Regions from separate parts of the Mus musculus genome. Here all the other regions are linked to region 1. Evidence: chromatin contacts called from public HiChIP or PLAC-seq and promoter capture Hi-C data. All regions are on one chromosome and are shown on one strand. The core of a region is the stretch at or near the end of the contact, and the rest is flanking DNA. Distances in the headings are between cores, read along the strand shown. Region 1 holds the start of Adamtsl5 (ADAMTS-like 5). Region 2 holds the start of Zbtb7a (zinc finger and BTB domain containing 7a). Region 3 holds the start of Gng7 (guanine nucleotide binding protein (G protein), gamma 7). Region 4 holds the start of Timm13 (translocase of inner mitochondrial membrane 13).

Region 1 (3,007 bases), core at 281-2,780:
CCTCCTGGGACAAAGTTGCTAGTCCTGGACTGCCACACACCCACCTTAATCAGTTCTTCCTATAGACAATGTGTTCTTTTATTTTGTTTTTGTTTTTTTTTAAAGATTTTTATTTATTTATTATATGTAAGTACACTGTAGCTGTCTTCAGACACTCCAGAAGAGGGAGTCAGATCCCATTACGGATGGTTGTGAGCCACCATGTGGTTGCTGGGATTTGAACTCAGGACCTTTGGAAGAGCAGTCGGGTGCTCTTACCCACTGAGCCATCTCACCAGCCCCAGTGTGTTCTTTTATAATGCACAAGGAATCCTTTAAGGACAGTTTTTAGGTGGCTGCAAGTTTAGTCACCCCTTTCATCTACCTTCCTGGGTGGCCAGGAACCAACCATTCCATTTCTCCAGGCCTCGGTTTCCCCATCTGTGCAGTGAAAACCCGCGGAACCCCATCCCTGAGTCTCTGAGAGCCTGTAGAGGGATAATTAATGGAGGCTCATCCAGAAACTCAGGGTGGAATGGATGTCCCCCTCCCAGCTGCCCCCCAGCCTCTGGGGACCGCTGTGCTCCCAGGTACCCCATAGCCTAAGGGACCTCCTCCCCACCCCCAACCCCACCCCGTGGCAGGCGCTGGGCGGCTGACCTGGCCTCCTGCCAACACGTGGGTCATGGTCTCATCTGCCAGAGCTGCGGGCTGCGGTGCCTAGAGGATCTGCGGACAAGAAGAGCAGGGTGGGGCTGAGTGGAGGTCTCAGTTTCCCCAACTGTAGAGACCGGATGAAGTCATTCTCAGCCGACGCCCTCCTCCTCGTGATCCCAGCCTGGCAAGACCAGCCAGGAGGGAAGGGAACCAAGATGAAGTGAGTCCCTTCTGGGCCCGGGCCAGGCTCTCTGAAGGGCACACGGGCTCTCAAAGATCTGCAGCCCACAGGGTCCAGGTACCTGAAAAAGGGGTAAGGAGGACAAAAGTACCCCGGCCCGGCTGGAACCAGGGTCTCTCCGGTTGTCAGCCAATCTGATGTCCTTTAGGACACCTTGGGACCGAGATGGCTGTAAATTGGAAACTCACGGGAACTGCTTCAAGACACTCGCCGGACCCTTCCTTCTGCGGGCCCAGAAACTGGGCTGTCCCGGGAAGGAAGGAAGAAGGAGGCTGGGGAAGGCCATCTCATAACCCCCTTCGTGAGGGGGGCTCCTACCCATGTCTGTCAATGCCCTCTCCCGAGCACCGCATCTAGCACTGCATCCCTCTCCCGCATTGGTGCACCAGTCACTGGGGTGTCGGTCTCCTGAGTTTCAGTCCCATCCCGTAGGAAGTGCGACCCCCAAACTCACCCACCATCCTAGGGATTGCTGCTTTCGCTCCGAGCAGGGAAAGAAACCAATCTCATCCCCGCCGCCACACCGGGTGGAATAGTGGCAGGATGGGAAGAGGGACTTACCATCTGCTGAGAGCCCAAGGCAATACGTCCAAGTTTCCCCGGGACGCCCCGGGGACTGGCGGAAGCGGCGGGGCCCCAAAGTGCGGGACTGCGAACTCGGTCGATCCCTCCCACCCGGGCCTCCTAGGCGCGCCCAGGCTGGGGTCACCGAGGGCGCAGGCCAAGGGCGCCCTCGTGCGGCAGGAGAGGGCGCACGCGTTGGGCCCGGACCTGCGGCAGGGGGCTGACCTACTGTGTCTGACAGCGCAGCTCAGCGGCCCAGCGTTGGTCCTGATATCCTGGGTGCCAGTGACCTTGGGAAGTGCAGCTGCGGGGCGGTGCGCGGGGGTGACTGGACTGCTATTCCGGGCGCCGCGCTCAGGGCCAGGGAATGTGCCTAGCGCTGGGGCTTGGGGTGGGATAGTCCATGCCAGGGCGCCCTCTCACTCTCAGTACCCCGTCCTGCTCCGTAGCACCCCGCAGCCAGATACGCCAGATTTCCTCTCCTCATCCCCATCACCCACTCAGGCCAGGCTCCTAGCTCTGTCCCAACAATCCCTGGGACCCCAACCCAGGTCTCCATCATCCCTGCAACTGGGACTTCCCACCCCGTCCCTGTTACCCCCAATTAGACCTCTCCACGCTGGTCCACATCATTCCCCAGTTAGACCTTCCTGCCTTGGTTCGCATCTCCACCCCCCCCGCCCCCCGACTCCTCACTCGAGTCCCAAGCATCCCCTCACGAGGCCCCGCGCGCCCGCTGGGGGCGGAGGGACCCTCCCTGCCCCACATTCCCAGGCGCTGCCGTCACCAATGCTCCACCCGGTCCCGCCCTCTAGGCCTGGACGCCAGTGCTGCTTCTCTCCACTGGTTTTGGCCTCAAGCCCTCCGCCTCAGTTTCCCATTCCCGGCACTCTGCCAGCCTCTTGTGGACCCCCTGACCCCATCGCCTTCGTGTAGCCTCCCGGCAGCCGGGCAGAAGGACGCCGCACTGCGATGATCAGTGCTGTGTGGACCATGCTATTCCTGGGCGCTGAACTCGCCTCCTCTAGGAAGCCCACCTGGCTGACCTCTGGCCCGCTTTCCTCACAGGGCACGGTGCCTGCTGTATGCACTCCCTGAAAAGCAGACTGCCTGCAGTATTTACTACACATAGAGGACAGTGTCTGCTGTATACACCTGCCTCAGGGAGGTCCTCTGGACAGGGCTCAGCACAGGACAGCCGCTGGAAACATCTCTGAGTGTGACCACTCCGTGACATTATTATGCAAGTCACTGTGTGCACACAGCTATGGCCCAGCAGCCAAGCCCAGTGTGGGGAGGTGGCCATGCATGGCCATGACTCCGATTTCTGACACCCATCATCCTGTTGAAGAAAAGATGCTAAGGCCAGGCATGGGCTGTGAGGAGAACCCCTACAGAACATATAACCACTAAAGGGGCTAGAGGCAAGGGTGGCCTAGCCAGGGTCAGCAGGAGAATGAGAGACAATCCTGACGTCCTGCTGTGAAAGGAAGGGACCTCAGCAAAGCAAAGATGAGGACCGTGTTAGGGAGAGAGAGGGGCCCGTGCAGTAGGAGTTCTGTTCTG
Region 2 (3,007 bases), core at 214-2,713, 790 kb after region 1:
ACAAAAGAAAAACAAAACTAACATACCGGGCTCCCTTCGACCTGGGGCAGTTTGTAAATATTATCAACAACAGAAATAACAATGAATGAAAAATAACTAAATTAAGGACCGGGCATTTGGAGGCTGACATCTCATATTGTGACAGACACACTTAAAGCTAAAGCAAGGATGGCCAGTCTCCATACGAAGGGGAACTGAAGGGGAAACTGAGGCCAGGCGCTGGTTCTAACTCCCCGCTCCGCCCCCTCCCCAGAGCCAGATCCACAGTCAGGTCGTCTGGTGGCTGTGGCGTGCTGGAACCCGAACCCAGCAGGCCTGGTGAACCGGGATGTCGCCTGTCCCCTCCTCTGCCTTCCCCTCCCTCTCCAGACCTCTCCCACGACCAGAGAGGAAGTGGGAGAGAAAAGGACAAGGGGGTGAAAAAAAAAGAAAGAAAGAAAGAAAGAAAACAGAAAACGCAGGGTTGGATTCGCACTTTCCTACTTCCCACCTCTGTCCTGCGGAGCTGTGCGGCGCCCCTGCGAGGGTCCGGGTCCACGCCCCACACCAGCCGGGCCAGCCAGCCGGCTGCGGGGAAAATTACAAGGCCTGGAAAACAACCGTCCTTCCCCGCCCCTCGCCAACCCCTTCCCCGCGCTACGCCCCTGGCACAGCCGGGTGGAGGCGACTGTTTTATGTAATCGCGGGGCGGCAGGTTTGCTGGCTGGCTGCACCGGTGAGGGCGGGACCCCCGAGCTCAGCTGACATTTCGCGGCCCTGCAAGTCTTCCCCTGGGGGGTCCCTGGTATGGCTTTGGTAATTTAAGGCGCAGATGGGGGCGGGGGTGGACGGAGACCCGACACTCTAAAGCAACCTAGCTGTACTTGCAAACTCTGGGTTCCTCGCAGTTTGAGTAAACTGAGGTTTATGTGGGGGTTAGGGGACCTGGAGCTCAAATGCAGACTCTGATCTTTTTTCTTCCTTTCCTGGGTTCTTTGCACTACTTGGGTAAACTGAGGCCAAGGATGACAGGAGCGCCGATGCAACCTCGCCGACCTTGCAACAGACCTTTTCTTCTCCTTTCGATTCCTTGCATTATTTGGGGAAACTGAGGCTCAGAGAAGGGAGATGCGGTACCATGGCAGCGCCCTGGTGGCCTTGGAGAGAGGTGTGAGGCAAGGGACCGTCACTTCCTCGCCTTCATCTCAGCTCCTTGGGCCAGAGGGCCCCTTACGCCCCGGCACCCAGTCCTCCGGGTGCGCACCGCACTCCCGCCCCCATTGCCAACCCGGTCCCGCCCCGCCCCGGGCTTCGGGGGCACAGCCCGCGCCCCCTGAACCCCGCCCTGCGCGCACAGGCCGGGGCTGTTTATCTGCGGCCCCCACCCCCTGAACCCGAGGGGCCCCTCTTGCCCGCCCCCAGCACCCTGGGGTGCTCCGGGCCGTAGATAAGCCAGCAGGCTGGCACGGCGCCGCGCACGGGGCGGAGAGGTCACGGGCTTGCCAGGGGAGGGGCCGATGGGTCGGGGCTGCGCCCCCCGCCCGCCCGGCACCCCCAAATCCCTAATCGCAGCCCGATCTGCTCTCGCGGCGCAGCCCCGCGGGACGTGGCAAGAGCCGACCTGCAGAGCCTGTTCTGGCCGCGGTGGCCGGGGGGGCGGGCTGGGCGTGGGGGTGCCGGCGCTGCGGCACCTTTAAGACGAGGGAGGACCCCTCTTGCCCTCGGACAAACCAGGAAGGGAGTCGCGAGCATCATACGGGGCTTTGCGTACTGTACGGCTACTGTAGGGGCAGTGACGCCGCCGCCCGCCCGAGCGAGGTCCGCGCCGCGGGCTGCCCCGATCGCGCGTCCTCCGGGCTCGGGTCCCCGCGAGGTAAGCTGCCCGGGCTGAAGGGGACTCCTCTCCCGGAGAGGTGGGTTTTGTTTTTCTTTTTTTTTTCCTTTCTTTCCTTTTTAATTTCCTTGCAGGGTGGGGACGCGGCCGGGGGCGCAGTGCGCACCCCGAGAGCCCGTACGGAGCGGAACGGACTGGATGGGGGATCTGGGGCGCCTCCGTAGCTCAGGGGTTCTGGAGACCAAGATTGCCCGGCCAGAGCCGAAGAGGAGTCGGGAGGCGGGGGGGCTCCGCCCGGGTCCCTCCGGGGCGAAGGGCACAAGCCCGCTCCCGATCCCTCCTCCCTACTCGGGCGGCACGGCCTCAGGGTTCCCGGCGCGCGGCCCGCGGGGGAGGGGAGCCGGGCCTCACCGAAGGCGAAGGTGGGGGCTGAGGGGTGCGTCGCGTGCTAAGTTTGCAATAGGGCCCGGGGCGCGCCGCTCCCCTTTCCGAGTGGTAGTGGGCAAGCGGGGGGCGGGGAAGGCCTATCCGGGATTGCGCGCAGACGTTGGAGTTGGCCAGGATGGAGCGCCTTGGCGGAGGGGGGGAGGGGGCTGACAAAACAGGGAGGGGGGCTTTGCAAAAAAAAAAAAAAAAAAAAAAAAAAAAAAAAAAAAAGGCCCGAGAGAGGCGGAGGGAAGGGGTGAGGGGTGGAGTGTCTGGGAGGCGGGCGCGTCGTCGCGGTTCTCCTGGGCTCTGTAGTTCTTTCGCTTATCTTCAGTGCTTGTTGTTTTGGAAGGTGGCCTTGGAGAATAAACTACAAATCCCAGAGTGCCTCGCGATAGCGGCGGGTCAGGGAGGGGCGTTGCGGAGGAGGGGCGGTGAGTGGCAGACCTGAGGGCCAATGGATACTAGAAATCGTCCGGCGCGGCGCTGCATGGGGGTGGAGCCTGCGTTTGGGCGGGGCCTGCGTGCAGGGGCGGGGTTTATGCAGAAGAGGCGGAGCTTCCGCGGCTCCCTCGCCCGGGGCCGGTGGCGGTCCCGGCTTCCGGCTGCCGCCCCTCCCCTCCTGTTGTGTAACCGTTCTTAGCCCCCCCCCTCCCGTTCGATATTTTAATTTTTCCCCCTTCCCTTTAGTTCCGGACGCTCAGGGAGGAGGAGAAAGGTTCCTCCGCAAGACTGGAGGTTCCCTCCCCAGGGGAGGGTGTGGTGTCG
Region 3 (3,007 bases), core at 269-2,768, 670 kb after region 1:
GTCCACATCCTTCCAACCTGGCTGCATAGATCTCAGGCAGTTTTTCACACCTCTGGGCTGTGGACACTGGGCCTGTTCATTGTCTGTGGGACACTATGGGCCCTGCAAGGCACTGTGCAGTCTTAGGCTCCACACTGCATGCCAGGACCTCCTCCCTGATTTGAGAAAGTTACACATGTCCCTAGATGTTACCCAGTGTTCCCTGCACAGCAGAGTCACCCAAGTTCAGAGACAATCTTACACTAAACTGCAAGCTGACTGTGGTGTTTTTGAGACAGTGTCTCACTCTGCAGTCGTGGCTGTCCTGGAACTCACTATGTAGCCTAAGCTAGCCTCAAATTTTCCATTTTTCTGCCTCAGTTTCCTAAGGACTGGGAGAGCACGCCTGCCACCACCGGGGTAGAGATTCTCATTTGCACCCCAGGATGGTGGGAGTCAAGGGGGGTTCCTCATAGTCTTTCTGTGACAGCTTGCACCAGAATGGCCTTAACACATATCTTCCCTGGCAGATACTGCAGGGAGCCTACCCAGGGCTAGCTGCCCTGCCCTCATGAGGAGGTAGGGGGGACTGAGGACTGAGGGACAGCAGCTAACAGATCAAAGCAGAGTCCCAAAGCCACTGAGAGCACTAGACCTGTCTGCAGCTGCAAACCGGTGAACTTGGTGCCTGGTTCCCTGACACCTGGCAACAGTTTCAGTGCTATAACAAGAGGTCCCCCAGCCAGCCACCGTCACCCTCTCTCCCACCTCGCCCCTACCCCCACCCCATCCCACCCCCGCAGTGGAGAGCTGCCCACACACCTTAACACTATTGCCCCTAACACTCCCACAGGAAGTTTCTGAAACAGTCAGTCAACACTGGAGCCTTGTGCACCCCAAGATCTAAGCCTATGTACCCTGAGTCCCTGAGAGGGACACACAGGTACCTTCCCCCTGCTCTATGTCTTTGTCTCCAAGGTGTTGGTACTGTGTGCAACCAAACAGCAAACAGGTAGTGCCCCACTCCTCCTTGACTGCACCCCACTCCTCCCTGACTGCACCCCTCTTCTCCATGACTGAACTCCATTCTTCTCTGTCTGTATCCCACTGTTGTCTGACTTCACTTCACTCCTCCCTTATTGTACCCCACTTCTCCTGACTGTACGCCACTCCCCTGACTACACCACACTCCTGTCACCTTACCCAATACGTATCTGACTGCACCAAACTCAGTCTTGTATGACTGTACCCCACTCCTCCCTAATTGACTGCACCCCACTCCTCCATAACTGATTGCCACCCATTCCTCCCTGATTGCACCCCACTCCTCTTTGACTGCACCCCAACTCTCTCTGACTGCACCCCACTCTTGTCTGACTTCACCCCACTTCTCTGGGCTGCCCCCGTCCTCTCTGAGGCAGCCCACTCCTCCCCGATACACCCCGAGTCTCTTCAGCATGCGGAGCTCACCTGCCTCCAGCCAGTGTCTCAGCAGCCGCACAGCCGAACGCACCGCGGGGCCTAGAGAGGGCTCTTCCATGGGGCGGGGTCTCCCGCGATGAGGGCGGAGCCTCTGTAGCATTCGGACCAATCAGAAGCCAAGGTGGCGGAGGTTGGTCCAGAGGAGGAGCCTAGGGCCGACAGTCTGGTAGGCTTAGCCTTGGGGGCAGGGCGGGGCTTCGGGCTCGAGTGGGCGGGCCAAACCCAGGAATGGCGTCTCCACGGGCCATTCACTAGCTGGAGGGCGGGGTTATGCGTCTAAAGATTGGCAATCAATGGTGCAATCAAAGGGGCCTCTCTGAGGAGAAGCTGCTTAACGTTAGGCATGTACTAAGTCAGGCTTTGTTTTGTTTGGATTTTCGAGTTTATTTTATTGGTGTGTATTTATTGTATGGTATAATGAGTTTCATTATGACGTTTGCATACATTTGTATCCCATATTGTGATAATATTCATCTTCCGCTGAGCATCATTTTAGCAGTAAGAAAACACCGATCAAACTCCCCATCTCAGCCCAGATCTAACAGAACAGCAAGGTCCAGTCAAAAAACCCCATGGGAGCCAGGGACAGGAAGCTCCCTTGTGGTTTTCAAGGAACGAGTTTGAATCCCGAGCAGAGACCCAGGATAGTGAGGAAATACTGATTTTTTATTTGCTTGTTTATCATTTCTGTATTCTGATGTTCATCTCCGGTTTTTTCTATTCTCTCTGTTACTTGGGTTTTTTTTTGGCTTTTGCAGTACTTGGCTTGGGTTATAACTTCAGCCATATATATATATTTTAAGACAGGGTCACAGTAAACCGCCCAGGCTGGCCTTGAACTCACCATGCAGGAGAGGATGACTTTGACTCTCCAGTGGGGGCAGTGGCACCAGGGACTCATGCTGGAAGCCCCAGCCCATGGGTCTGCATTCTCTACAAGTTTTCTTGGTGACCTCAGAGACATCTGGAACATCCCTGCAGGTAACAGCCATCCCAGGGAAAGACCAGTGCAGCCCCTGGGTGGGTGACCTCAGGATTCTGGTGTGGACTGACATTCTGTGACAGACAATCTACTGGCTCGGCTCCCTGGACTCTTGTCATTCCTGAAGGAACCTGGCTATCATCCACACACACATCCACACACATACATGCACACACATATGAATGCCCCCACCACAGACATGCACAGACAGGCACACACATGCACGTGTGCTCACACACACAAACACACACAAACACTGCACTTTATATTCAGAGAAAGCCCAGAACCTTTCTTCAGTGTTCTTCCCTGGCACATCCCATCCAGGCTGTCCCCAGACCCTACTACTGTTTGTGGTTCACCTGGTAGATGCAGAGTTGGGCTATCTTCCAGCACTTGAGAAGATGAGGCAGGAGGACTGCCCCAAGTTTGAGTTCAGTTTGGGCTACATGGGTGAGTTTGAAGCCATTGTAGGCAACATGAGACCCTGTTTCAAAAACTAACTAATGCTGGAGAGTCGGCTCAGTGGTTAAGAGCACTAGCTGTTCTTCCAGAGGACCTGGGTTC
Region 4 (3,007 bases), core at 242-2,741, 550 kb after region 1:
ACAGAGTCCTTTCTCCTACTGGCTCAGAACCTCTGTCAAAGCCACGAGTCTCCAGGAGCAGGGCATGTCTCCAACTTGGCTCCTTTGGTGCTTATGTTTTGGTGGGACTGACCAAATTGACCAAATCTCATGTACCAATCCTCTTGCCTCCACACTTAACCCACCCTCAAGTGCTGGGCAGACAGGTGTGCACCACACTTGGTTTATTCAGAGTTAAGGTCAGCACCCTGGGCCTCATGCATGATAGGTGAAGGCTACATGAAGCCTTGCTTCTTAACCTCGGCTGGTCTCCCCGGGATGACCAAACACCTGAGATCATGCTCCGAATTCCCTGAGAGCCAGCAGCCCACTGACCCCAAGGGGAAAGATACCCTGGGAGGTCTGGGCCTACTCAGGGGAAGGGACCTGAAGCAGTGAGGTGACACGCCTGCTTTACTGCCCCAGCAGCGATTTATTGGCCTGCTCTCCTGAGGTCACAGGTCAGTGGGGCCAGCCAGATCCCTGTGCTCTGTCGGGTCCTCACTCTCTTCTGAGATTGAGCTGGACGCAGCAACCCAGGGGAGAGGCCTCGATCCCCAAGCCCTCCATGCTGCCAGACTTCAGGGCGGCTAGGAGGAGACACCCTAACTGGCAGGGAAAACAGTTCAGACCATAAGCACGGTGTCCCGAGGCACAGGTCCCGGTCACATGTTGGCTCGTTCCCGCTGCAGTCGAGAGTTGTAGGCGCGGGACACGGTATTCCAGGCGTCCATGTAGCGGTCCATGCACATGGCGATGCATTTCTGCAAAGCGTGGAGGGGGATCCCTGACTGACGGTCACACGACCCGAGGATCACCCATGAAGGCTGCACCGATCTAGGCACAGAAGCCGGGTCCTCACCCCGCGCACGCGCACAACTTCCTCAGTAGCTAAGGCTAGAGGCCGCGCACGCGCACATCTCTCAACCTCCTAGACGCTCCTGACCCCGCGCCCCTCACCACCCCGGGTTCCCGAGATGTCTCACCTGCTCCGAGTTATCCAAGGAGCCCCCGGGCTTCCCGATGCACTTCCGGAAACACTTGTCCGTCATTCTCTGTGGACACACGCGAGGTCTCAGCGGGGACTCACCCGGGGAACCCCGCCACCAACCCCGGCGCGCCCCGCACCTGGAGCAGCTCCTGCGCGTTGGCCACGGCGATCTGCACTTTCACCTGCTCCATAATGGCCCCCGGGTCCAGCTTCCCGCCACCCGTGCCGCCAAAATCCGAGCCGAAGCCGCTGTCCATGGCTGCTCAGTCAACCGGGCCACGGTCGCGCACACCGACCATACGCCCCGGAAGCCAAGCCGGGGCACCACGGGAAACAGAGGCTGAGTCGATTCCCACAAGGCAGCGCGCGTCGTCAGCAGTCTGACAAAGCTGCGGCCTGAGTCACCATGGAAACAAGTTAAACTACACCTCCCACAAACCCGTGCGCGCCGTGCACTCTGACCTCGGAGGCTCTATGGGAAACTGCAAACTCCTGCTCCCACAAGGCTGTGCGCGCCGTCCCTAAGCACTGTCCTTTGGCTTCTAGAAAGGAAGGAAACCCGAACCACAATTCCCAGAAGGCTGTGCAACTTCCCGCGTGAGCCCACTGACTTTTGACGCCCTGGCAAGGGCTGGACCAGGGTCATTTTGTCCTGGACCTCCCCGCTGCGCATGCGTACAATATAAAATCCTCGCTGCTTTTTTTTTTTTTTTTTAATATGTTTTTTTTTTAAAGTTATACGGATGGTTGTGAGCCACCATGTGGTTGCTGGTATTTGAACTTCGGACCTTCGGAAGAGCAGTCCGGTGCTCTTACCCACTGAGCCATCTTACCAGCCTGCTGCTCCTATCTTAATCTGAAGATCTACTCTGAGGCTGCAGTTAAAGTCAATGTTTATTTGAGTATACAAAAGTTTCCAGTTGTAAAATGTATATTACAAATCATAGGCGTAAAAGAAAAGGTGGAACACACGTTTGGCATGCATCTTATAAAAGAAACAATCTGTAGAGCTGAGCGATGTGCGCAGTGCCGGCGGCTCCCCAGCAGCAGTGCCACTCCGGTAACCATCTCACCTAGCCAGGGCCAGAAACAGACCCCTGAGGACCTGCAGATTACTCTAGACCTGCTCCTCAAATACAAGGAAGCTAGCTCCAGTGCAGAGTACACCTGCCCTGTGGGCAAGGCAGCAGAGCTGCGCAGTGACTGCAGCCAGCCATAACTATCCAGGATCCAACGCCGGTCACAAAGAAAACGGAGGTATCTAGAAGCAGGAGGTGGCTGGTGGGTTCTGGAGGTTGGTGGCAGTGGTGGCATCCTGTGGCCAAGAGCTCTTGCCTTGGGGGAAGACTAGGCCTGGACTCTTCCTACCATCAGCTGTGCCAGGAGAGAGAAAGAACTCGCCCTAGCTCAGTAAAGGAAGCTGCCAGTTGTGGCAGCTCCAGGCCTGAACCCCCAGAGCATCATCCCAGTGAGCTGCGTTACTGACCGATGTAAAAAAATAAATATTCTTTAAAAAAATACCATGTGTCAGTGGTGGGGAGGTGACAGGTGAAACTGGCTGGCTCCTGGCACTAAGTTGCAGGGAAGCAAGTTTCCAGGCCTTGCCATCGAGGTGGGGCACAGAGGGGCCACACAGTATTCATACAGGAGAGGCCAGGAGCATAGCTAGTGTGGCCACACTCATGTGAGCAGTCACTGGCTGGGAACCTGCAGCCTTTGCTCCTGAAGGCACAACGCCCACGGTTTGCCTGTCCCCTTCAGTCTTAGGATGGGAGGCGTCGTCCCATGTGTGAACTCGCTCCTCCTTGGTCCTCCGCTTTAGAAGGGACTAGAACAATTCAGAATCTGGGACCAGAGAAGCCTGTGAATGCCCTGGAGCTGGGGACTGTTATAAACCCTTCAGATTCAGAGCACAAAGCTGGGCCATCCCTGGTTTCAGGTGCCATCAACTCCAGGAGAGGAGGGTCTGCCCTGTGTCCTAAGAGCCACCACATCCTG

The links. HiChIP or PLAC-seq counts read pairs in DNA pulled down with a chosen protein or histone mark. Capture Hi-C pulls out chosen DNA fragments and counts their contacts.
Region 2: an H3K27ac HiChIP or PLAC-seq map of microglia shows a contact between it and region 1, with 11 times the contacts expected there. The contact joins the promoter of Zbtb7a here to the promoter of Adamtsl5 in region 1. A contact is called at or near these places in 4 of 115 datasets of contacts at active chromatin or transcription factors (bone marrow-derived dendritic cells, bone marrow-derived macrophages, microglia and 1 more) and 1 of 9 other capture datasets (liver).
Region 3: a FOXA1 HiChIP or PLAC-seq map of pancreatic cancer cells shows a contact between it and region 1. The contact joins the promoter of Gng7 here to the promoter of Adamtsl5 in region 1. A contact is called at or near these places in 2 of 39 promoter capture datasets (fetal liver and liver), 2 of 115 datasets of contacts at active chromatin or transcription factors (bone marrow-derived macrophages and pancreatic cancer cells) and 1 of 9 other capture datasets (liver).
Region 4: a promoter capture Hi-C map of liver shows a contact between it and region 1, with 2.6 times the contacts expected there. The contact joins the promoter of Timm13 here to the promoter of Adamtsl5 in region 1. A contact is called at or near these places in 2 of 115 datasets of contacts at active chromatin or transcription factors (bone marrow-derived macrophages and pancreatic cancer cells) and 2 of 9 other capture datasets (adipose tissue and liver).

Annotation. Positions count from the first base shown.
Region 1 is chr10:80,346,918-80,349,924 of GRCm38.p6, forward strand. It overlaps Adamtsl5 (ADAMTS-like 5), which reads right to left and starts at 1,531. Exons shown (of 13, transcript NM_001285435.1): 1 at 1,439-1,531; 2 at 640-708.
Region 2 is chr10:81,134,808-81,137,814 of GRCm38.p6, forward strand. It overlaps Zbtb7a (zinc finger and BTB domain containing 7a), which reads left to right and starts at 1,464. Exons shown (of 3, transcript NM_010731.3): 1 at 1,464-1,892.
Region 3 is chr10:81,013,407-81,016,413 of GRCm38.p6, forward strand. It overlaps Gng7 (guanine nucleotide binding protein (G protein), gamma 7), which reads right to left and starts at 1,519. Exons shown (of 4, transcript NM_010319.3): 1 at 1,450-1,519.
Region 4 is chr10:80,899,478-80,902,484 of GRCm38.p6, forward strand. Timm13 (translocase of inner mitochondrial membrane 13) reads right to left here and starts at 1,492. Exons shown (of 3, transcript NM_013895.4): 1 at 1,147-1,492; 2 at 1,005-1,073; 3 at 1-782. The coding sequence starts at 1,266. The coding sequence ends at 684. Lmnb2 (lamin B2) reads right to left here. Exons shown (of 12, transcript NM_010722.5): 12 at 1,886-3,007. It overlaps Tmprss9 (transmembrane protease, serine 9), which reads left to right. Exons shown (of 18, transcript NM_001081688.2): 18 at 1-17.